2 separate regions of the Gossypium hirsutum genome follow, and region 1 is linked to region 2. The links are chromatin contacts, called in public Hi-C maps. All regions are on one chromosome and are shown on one strand. Each heading gives the region's core, a stretch centred on a gene start, on an enhancer-like site or on the middle of the called end of the contact. The rest is flanking DNA. Distances are from core to core; before and after follow the strand shown.

Region 1 (3,591 bases), core at 648-3,147, 340 kb before region 2:
ACAAGGTGGTAGCATTGTTAATTTTTCTTTAATTTGTTGATGTTACATTTTGAGATAAAATAAAAAATTATTTGATAGTCATGTAATTAAAAAAATAATATTATAATAAATTTGAATTTAATAAAATAATTTTAATATTGTTAACATTTGAACTTAAATTTCGAAATTTAAAAAAGTAGAAAGATTAAATTTTAAAAATAAAAGTATATGGGCTAAATTCTAAATTTACAAAGAGTATAAGGATTTATGATATATTTTAACCACATTGTCCAGGTAATAGATAAATCTATTCAAATTTTCATGCAATAGGAGATTATGAATAGTGGTTATTGAATACTTTTAAAAATATTATATATGATTATATTTTTACCTTCAATAATTGAGAAGGGTGAACGTTAATCATCATTTGTATTTATGCCCATGTTTGTAGAAGTAGACAATAATAATTTATTTCATCGATCAATTTTCATGTCGCCATGCAAAGTTCCCCATACAGATGTGTCAAAGTCACTAAACCCTACTTGAATGTATTGGTAGTCTCAAAAGACTCCAATAGAGGAAGATTCCTCCTACCATCTAAAACATTTATATTCTAGCATATCAATCCACCTCCTCCAAAATTGCATGTGGTAGACAGACTAGTTTGACAAGCCTCTTCAACCGTATATATTTCACCCAGTTTTCATTTAATTTATTATTGTCTTTATCCTTAGACGAGACAACATCCAACAGTCAATCACATTCGTACTCCATGTTAATTTTGCTAACTCCAATTATCGCTTGTCCATTGTCTAGAAGGTCAATCATTAAAGCGAAATCTTCAAGCGTTATAGTCACCCCTCACATGAAAAATAGAATATATGCATTCTCAGCCTCCATCTTGCCAAACAAGGCAGAAAGCAACTTTGGTATCATATAGACTTTATCGTCACAGATGCCATATATAAACCAATATTCTTCATACTCTTCAAACAATTTACAATAAGTCTATTGGTCTTTGGAAATTTTAGATTATGTCAAGTATGAACAATTCAATTTTTTTACTATTTAAAATATCACAAAAAATAATTTCGCATAATCTTAAGAATATTAGTGCAAATATAACAAAAAAATTTAAACAAATTAAGTTAGAAATTTTACCGTATTACTGATTATGTGTTCTTTCTAAAACCTTAAAGCAATAAATTTTTCCGTAGAAAATAACAAGGTTGTTTTAGAGTTTGAAAAAAATTTTAGTGGGAAGAGAAGAGAAATGGTCGAGGTGTATGTAAGAGAGAAAGTCGACAATCAACTTCTTTATATTAAATAGGTTAGTAGGCCAATTAGCAAATAAATTCTTTAGTTAAACTTAAAAAAGTTCCGAAATGATTATTAAATTATTTGAAAGTTTTTATTTAAGTTATTAGGCTGTTAAATTTTTATTATTATTTAAATTTGACTAGTGAGCTCCAAACTACGATCGGTACGGTGGATTAGGACTTATCGACGAGTAGAAGAATACCCCTTAACCAAGTCAATATAAAGGTCAGTGTTGGAGATAAAAAAAGAAAACTGTTTAGATTTTGATTTACAAATTTATGACTTTCAAAACTATTTCATAAAAAAATTGGATTGTAGAAGAGAAGAGTAAAGAGCGCTTTCGAAACAAAGAAGATCATATAACAACAATTTTATCAGCCTAGTAACTTAAATGAAAACTTTCGAATAATTTAGTGACCATTTTGTAATATTTTGAAGTTGAGTGACTAAAACATAAACTTATCAATAATTTAGTAACCTATGTGTAATTTACCCTAAAAATAATAAGAAAATCATGAAAATCAACTAATCAAGTCAAAAGAATCGAAAAATAAAGATTAAAATGGAAAAAATTGTTGTTATTAGGCTATAAATATACGCTTTTGCTCTTCCTCCTTTTCCTCATCTTCCCATTTTCTCTCTCTACCCTTTTTCTTTGCTGTTTTAAGAAAAACATTGCGAATAGGGAGAGGGGTGAGAGAGATAAAAGGGGAACAAAAGAACTGCAAAAAAATTGAACTTTTTTTTTCTAAAAACCCTCAATTAGAAGAGCGATTATCGCTTCATCTTCCCCGAAACAACTTCGTCAGGTACTAATTTTCTTAAATTTTCTCTGAGTTTATTGGATCTGAATTTTACTTTTAAGTTTTTAGATTCCGATCTGGATCTCCTTCAAAATTTGGGGAAATTCTATTTTTTAGGGTTTTAAATTCTAATTGATCACTTTTTAAATATTTTAATGATTTTCTTGTAGTTAAAATGATTTAGTTATCGTTAGGGTTTTGAATCTTTTAATTGTTTCCTGATAAAAACATGATTAGAATAATTGGGGTTTTCTTCTTTGTTCTGAATCTGGGATCTGATTGAATGAGAATCTGGATGTTGGAATTCTTTTTTTTTTAATTAATTTTGAACTTTTAATATTTATTGATCTCAGTTTTATGCTTTTGCAGGACATTTTTCGATTTCGGTATTAGAAAATTTTGAGATTTTTCATTTAATTTTCTATTTGTGTTTTGGTTATTGGAAGAGGCAGTTTAAACAATTAGGTATCTTGCTTCTTATATTCTTTTCTTTGGTTTGGCTCAGAAGTTATTTTTGCGTAGGCTTTCATATGCTTCTTAGAATATATTTATGGCTTTTTGTGCTGCTCCTTTTGCTACATTTTTTATATGTATATATTTGCATTTTTGCTTCCTAAAATTGTAGCTAAAAGGGAAAAAGTAATTGGTAAAATTAAAAAATAATGAATGATTAAAATGAGAGAAATGACTAAAACCCAAATAAACTCATGGTATTGGGTTATCCAAGAAGCTTTCCTTATGCATTTCTCATTTGTGCCATTTGGAAAATTTGGAGCTTGCAGATTTTTATCAGGTTGCTTTTGTTGCCATGGCTGCTGCTGCGACTGCCTCTGGTGGTCCACGATATGCTCCGCCTGACCCTACTCTTCCTGAACCATGGAAAGGCCTGGTTGATGGAAAAACTGGTTATCTCTACTTTTGGAATCCGGTAACAAATGTTACGCAATATGAGAGGCCTAGAGGGATAGATTCTGTCCCAAAATCTTCTTCAGTGCCTATGGGTTCTTCAGTTCTGGTTCAACAATCTTCTGAAGGGCGTTATAGGTATAGCTCTGAGAAGGAAAATGACCGGCATGGAAGAGGCTGCAATGCTGTATCAAAACTTGAGTCAATATTAGGGGGTAATCAGGTATTGGTTCCACTTCTGTCCTCTAGATAAGGTGTTTGTTGATATGTTTTTTCTTGTCAGTCTTAACAAAGTACTGCGTTTGTGTTAACTTGTTTAGCACTGAAGTGAGTAGTATGTATGTCCATCTTTGTGGTGGCTAAACAGTTCATTTTGTCACATTTGATTCAACGACTTGGGTACATGTTTTCATGCCTAGCTCCTTGCATTTGTTCTTGTTATTTGGCTATCTCAAAACTACAGAGAAGTTCTAGCCTCCAAAGTGGGAATTTATGGTAGTTATTTTTTGCTTCCTAGAATTAGTTTAATGTTCTTAATTCTTCATAGAATTCAAGAGGCGGACCATTTCATTCCCTTATTGCA
Region 2 (3,347 bases), core at 730-3,229:
TATCAGAAATGATTTGGTCCTTTTCTCTTGCTGATGTTTCAATCAGATCAGTTGCCTCAGCACTCTCTTCCTTTCCCACTATAGCAGGCAGCTTCTCTGGTTCGGTGTCTTTTGTTTCTTCAATGCTTTTCTCTTCAAGTTTCTCTTGAACAATATCAGAGTGATCGTCCTTGCTAACTATTTCATTAGCCTCATTCGAGCTTTCAATTATCAGATCATGGTTATCACTTAAAGCTTGTTTCTTGAGCTCTAAGTTAGCCTCTTGTTTATTGGACCCAACATCAGCATTTTGGCTTGTTTCTTCTACAATACTCCCACATTTCTCTTCCGGAGAAGAATCATGGTCTGCAGTTGCCTCACTCTTCGACATCTTTCCATCATTCTCCAGTATCTTATCAGCTTTCAATGGAGTGTCATCAATTGTGTTTTGATCTGGCATTCCACAGGTCACAGAAACCTCAGGTGACATTGAAAAACTTTCACCCTTGGATATTTCTGGATTCCCTTGAGAGACAGCACTCAAGGCTTCAACCCCATTATTACTGGCTAATTCTTCGTTGGTTGCTTTGTCCAAACATTCATCCGTTCCGGCAGGTTCAGCGACTCCACCTTCGGATTTCTTCAAATCCAAACTAGGTTTGCTAATCTCCTCTTCTGCTTTCTGCATAGATAATGAAGTTATTATTATTATTATTTTCATTGTATATTGGAGAAATTTATAGCTGGAAAAAATATGCTTCTTTTGGTAACAAAATTAAATTTGGTTAATTTATTCATTTCTGATCATTCTTTCCTTTCCAGTATGAACAAATCTTAATTTCTGCAAAACTAAAACATATCTGCCAGAAATCAAATGCATATGCAGCTCACTGTTTTTACGAAGAACAGCGACATTAAGGCAAGTTAGCTGTCGGATTGTGTTATATCAGAATCAGATTCCTAATATCTTAGCCCACCATATTCAAGTTTAAGGCAAAGTCAGTCTATCTTATCACATTACTGTCAGTGGATATATTTCTATATTGGCAATGCTACGGCTTTGCCAAATTGTTCGTGAGCATTTTAATGCATGAACCTATATGAGATAGACCTCTTCTCATGAATATGCCAACCATTTATGCTAATAATTACGATAAATCGATTCATGTTAACAAATATTTAATGCTAGTTTAGCTAATCATGATCATATTTGATTGAACTTTCTAGATGTTTTGTTTATGAATCATAACAGAAGTTACCGGAAAAGCTAAAAAGCTAGATCCATTAAAAGTGAGAAACTTTCAGTGAAACACAAGAAACTAATCTCATGAATCTGGTTTCTGAAAGGGGATAGAAAAAGGATCTAAGGACCAGATCAGCTTTTGTTTTCGCCCTTTTATGTCTTAAAGAACTCAAAGATCATCATGTTTTAAGTGTTTCAACAACATCAAAAAGGTTGCATACTGTTAAACTAAAGTGACCTCTCTTGTTTTTCTGGTCAGAAATTGCAGTATCCTTGTTGGAAAACATCATATGATCTTTACTATACAGAGACAAAATACAAAGCAAAGCAAAACAAAAACATGTAAAAGAGAAAAGAACTATTTACCGCTACAGAAATGGGTTCTGGAATGATTTCTGCTTCAGTTGCCATCTTTTCATGGAGAAAAAAGTGATCAATTCCGAACCTGAATCGGAAAATCCGTACTTGAGAATACTATAGAAAATTGACTATGATTCTTCTGAAACTTTGATGAGTTTTTGAAAAATCAAAGGTTGGATTTAGATATGTAAGAATGATCAAAGGTGACAAATCCCACTTGGTATATGCTAATACACTTGCTGAGTTGGCCATATATGTAAATTGGCCCTACTGATTTGTCACTCACATGGCTTGGAGTGGGCTAATACAGCGCTGTTGATATTTGCAATAACAGGTCTTTTGGTTAAAGATGGATTGATTTTCAGAGTGGGGGAAAATTTTAATTTTTGAGATGTTTCCACTAACAGAAAGGATCGGACAAACCTTTTTAACAGTTTCCTTTTTGTCTGAAGGCTAAGTGATTAGTTGTCTTGTGGGGTTCTAACACCTTTTGTAAATTAAAATTTGGGACGAGTTCTTCCCAACTAACCATTTGTTGTGGGCATGATTAAAGGTGTCTAAATCCAAAAGTTAATTCGAAAAAATTTAAATTCGATTAACAATTTGATGAAAAATAAAAACTTATATTCGAGATATTTGAATCCGAAAAAACCCGAACCTTCCCTCTGTTTTTTCCTTTTTAGCCTGTCATATTCACGTACCAACCTGACCATGCAACAGGAGGGGAGCACTTCAAGTATAAAAACTCCTAGACAAACTTTAAAGGAACGATTCCAGCTACGATCCCTGTACCTTTTAAACTTTTAAAATTTAGTCCCTCTAGTTATGTGGTTTAAAAATTAAAGTGGAATTAATAATGCGATTAATGAACTTCCATTAATTTTGAATCTCACATATTTTAATGTTTAAATGTATGACTTAAAAATTAAAATTCAATTAATAACATAGATTCAAACAAGTTTGTATTCCCATGTGATGTATGGTCAATTGTGTATATTAAATTTATAATATTAGTTTTTGTTTAAATTTTTAATATTTTTTTAAAAATTATTAAAAATTTAAAAAATTAATGTAATTAAAAATATTTAATTATTTTTGAATCAACTATATTAACATTATTTAATTTTGAAGATATTTAATATTAAAATAATACAAAACATGTCATGATTTGAATTAACATTAATATATTTTAATTTAAATAATATTATTAATAATTTTTTACATGTTATTTATTTGATATATTTTGTTAAATTAATTTTTTAATTTTAAAATTGTTAATATTCATTTTTTGTGATTTTATATTTTTTTGTCATACTTTAATCGATAAATATAATTAAATCTTAGTATATTTAAAAATTTTAATTTAATAAATTTTATTAATATGTATCTTTTTAAACTATATTTTAATTTTAATAATTTAATAATTATTAATTTTAATATTATAAAATTAAAATTTAATTTAATTAAATAAAATCTTAAAATAAAGAGATATTGATTTAAAATAAAATTCATCTTTAACATATAAAAATTATAAAGAAAAAATTTAAAAAAAAGACATGAAATGACTTTAAAAAAATTAAAAAGGTAAAGAGTAAAAAAATAATTTACTTAAAATAAATATGTAAAAAAAATTGTAATATGAATATTGTAACCTTATATTGGTGTAGCATTTATATATGATTTAACAAACTCATTTAACATAGATATCAATTAAATTTTAATTTTTAAATTAAATAAATAGATAGACTAAATTTAATTTTAAAAG

Evidence for each region. Hi-C and Micro-C count contacts between places; a contact is called where the count stands out from the background.
Region 1: a Hi-C map of leaf shows a contact between it and region 2, with 1.8 times the contacts expected there. The contact joins the promoter of LOC107959861 here to the promoter of LOC107897915 in region 2. A contact is called at or near these places in 2 of 34 Hi-C or Micro-C datasets (both in leaf).

Annotation. Positions count from the first base shown.
Region 1 is chrA05:99,169,009-99,172,599 of Gossypium_hirsutum_v2.1, reverse strand. It overlaps LOC107959861 (DEAD-box ATP-dependent RNA helicase 46), which reads left to right and starts at 1,897. Exons shown (of 9, transcript XM_041114235.1): 1 at 1,897-2,108; 2 at 2,885-3,231; 3 at 3,556-3,591. The coding sequence starts at 2,911.
Region 2 is chrA05:98,825,357-98,828,703 of Gossypium_hirsutum_v2.1, reverse strand. LOC107897915 (A-kinase anchor protein 12) reads right to left here and starts at 1,979. Exons shown (of 12, transcript XM_016823518.2): 1 at 1,589-1,979; 2 at 1-661. The coding sequence starts at 1,633.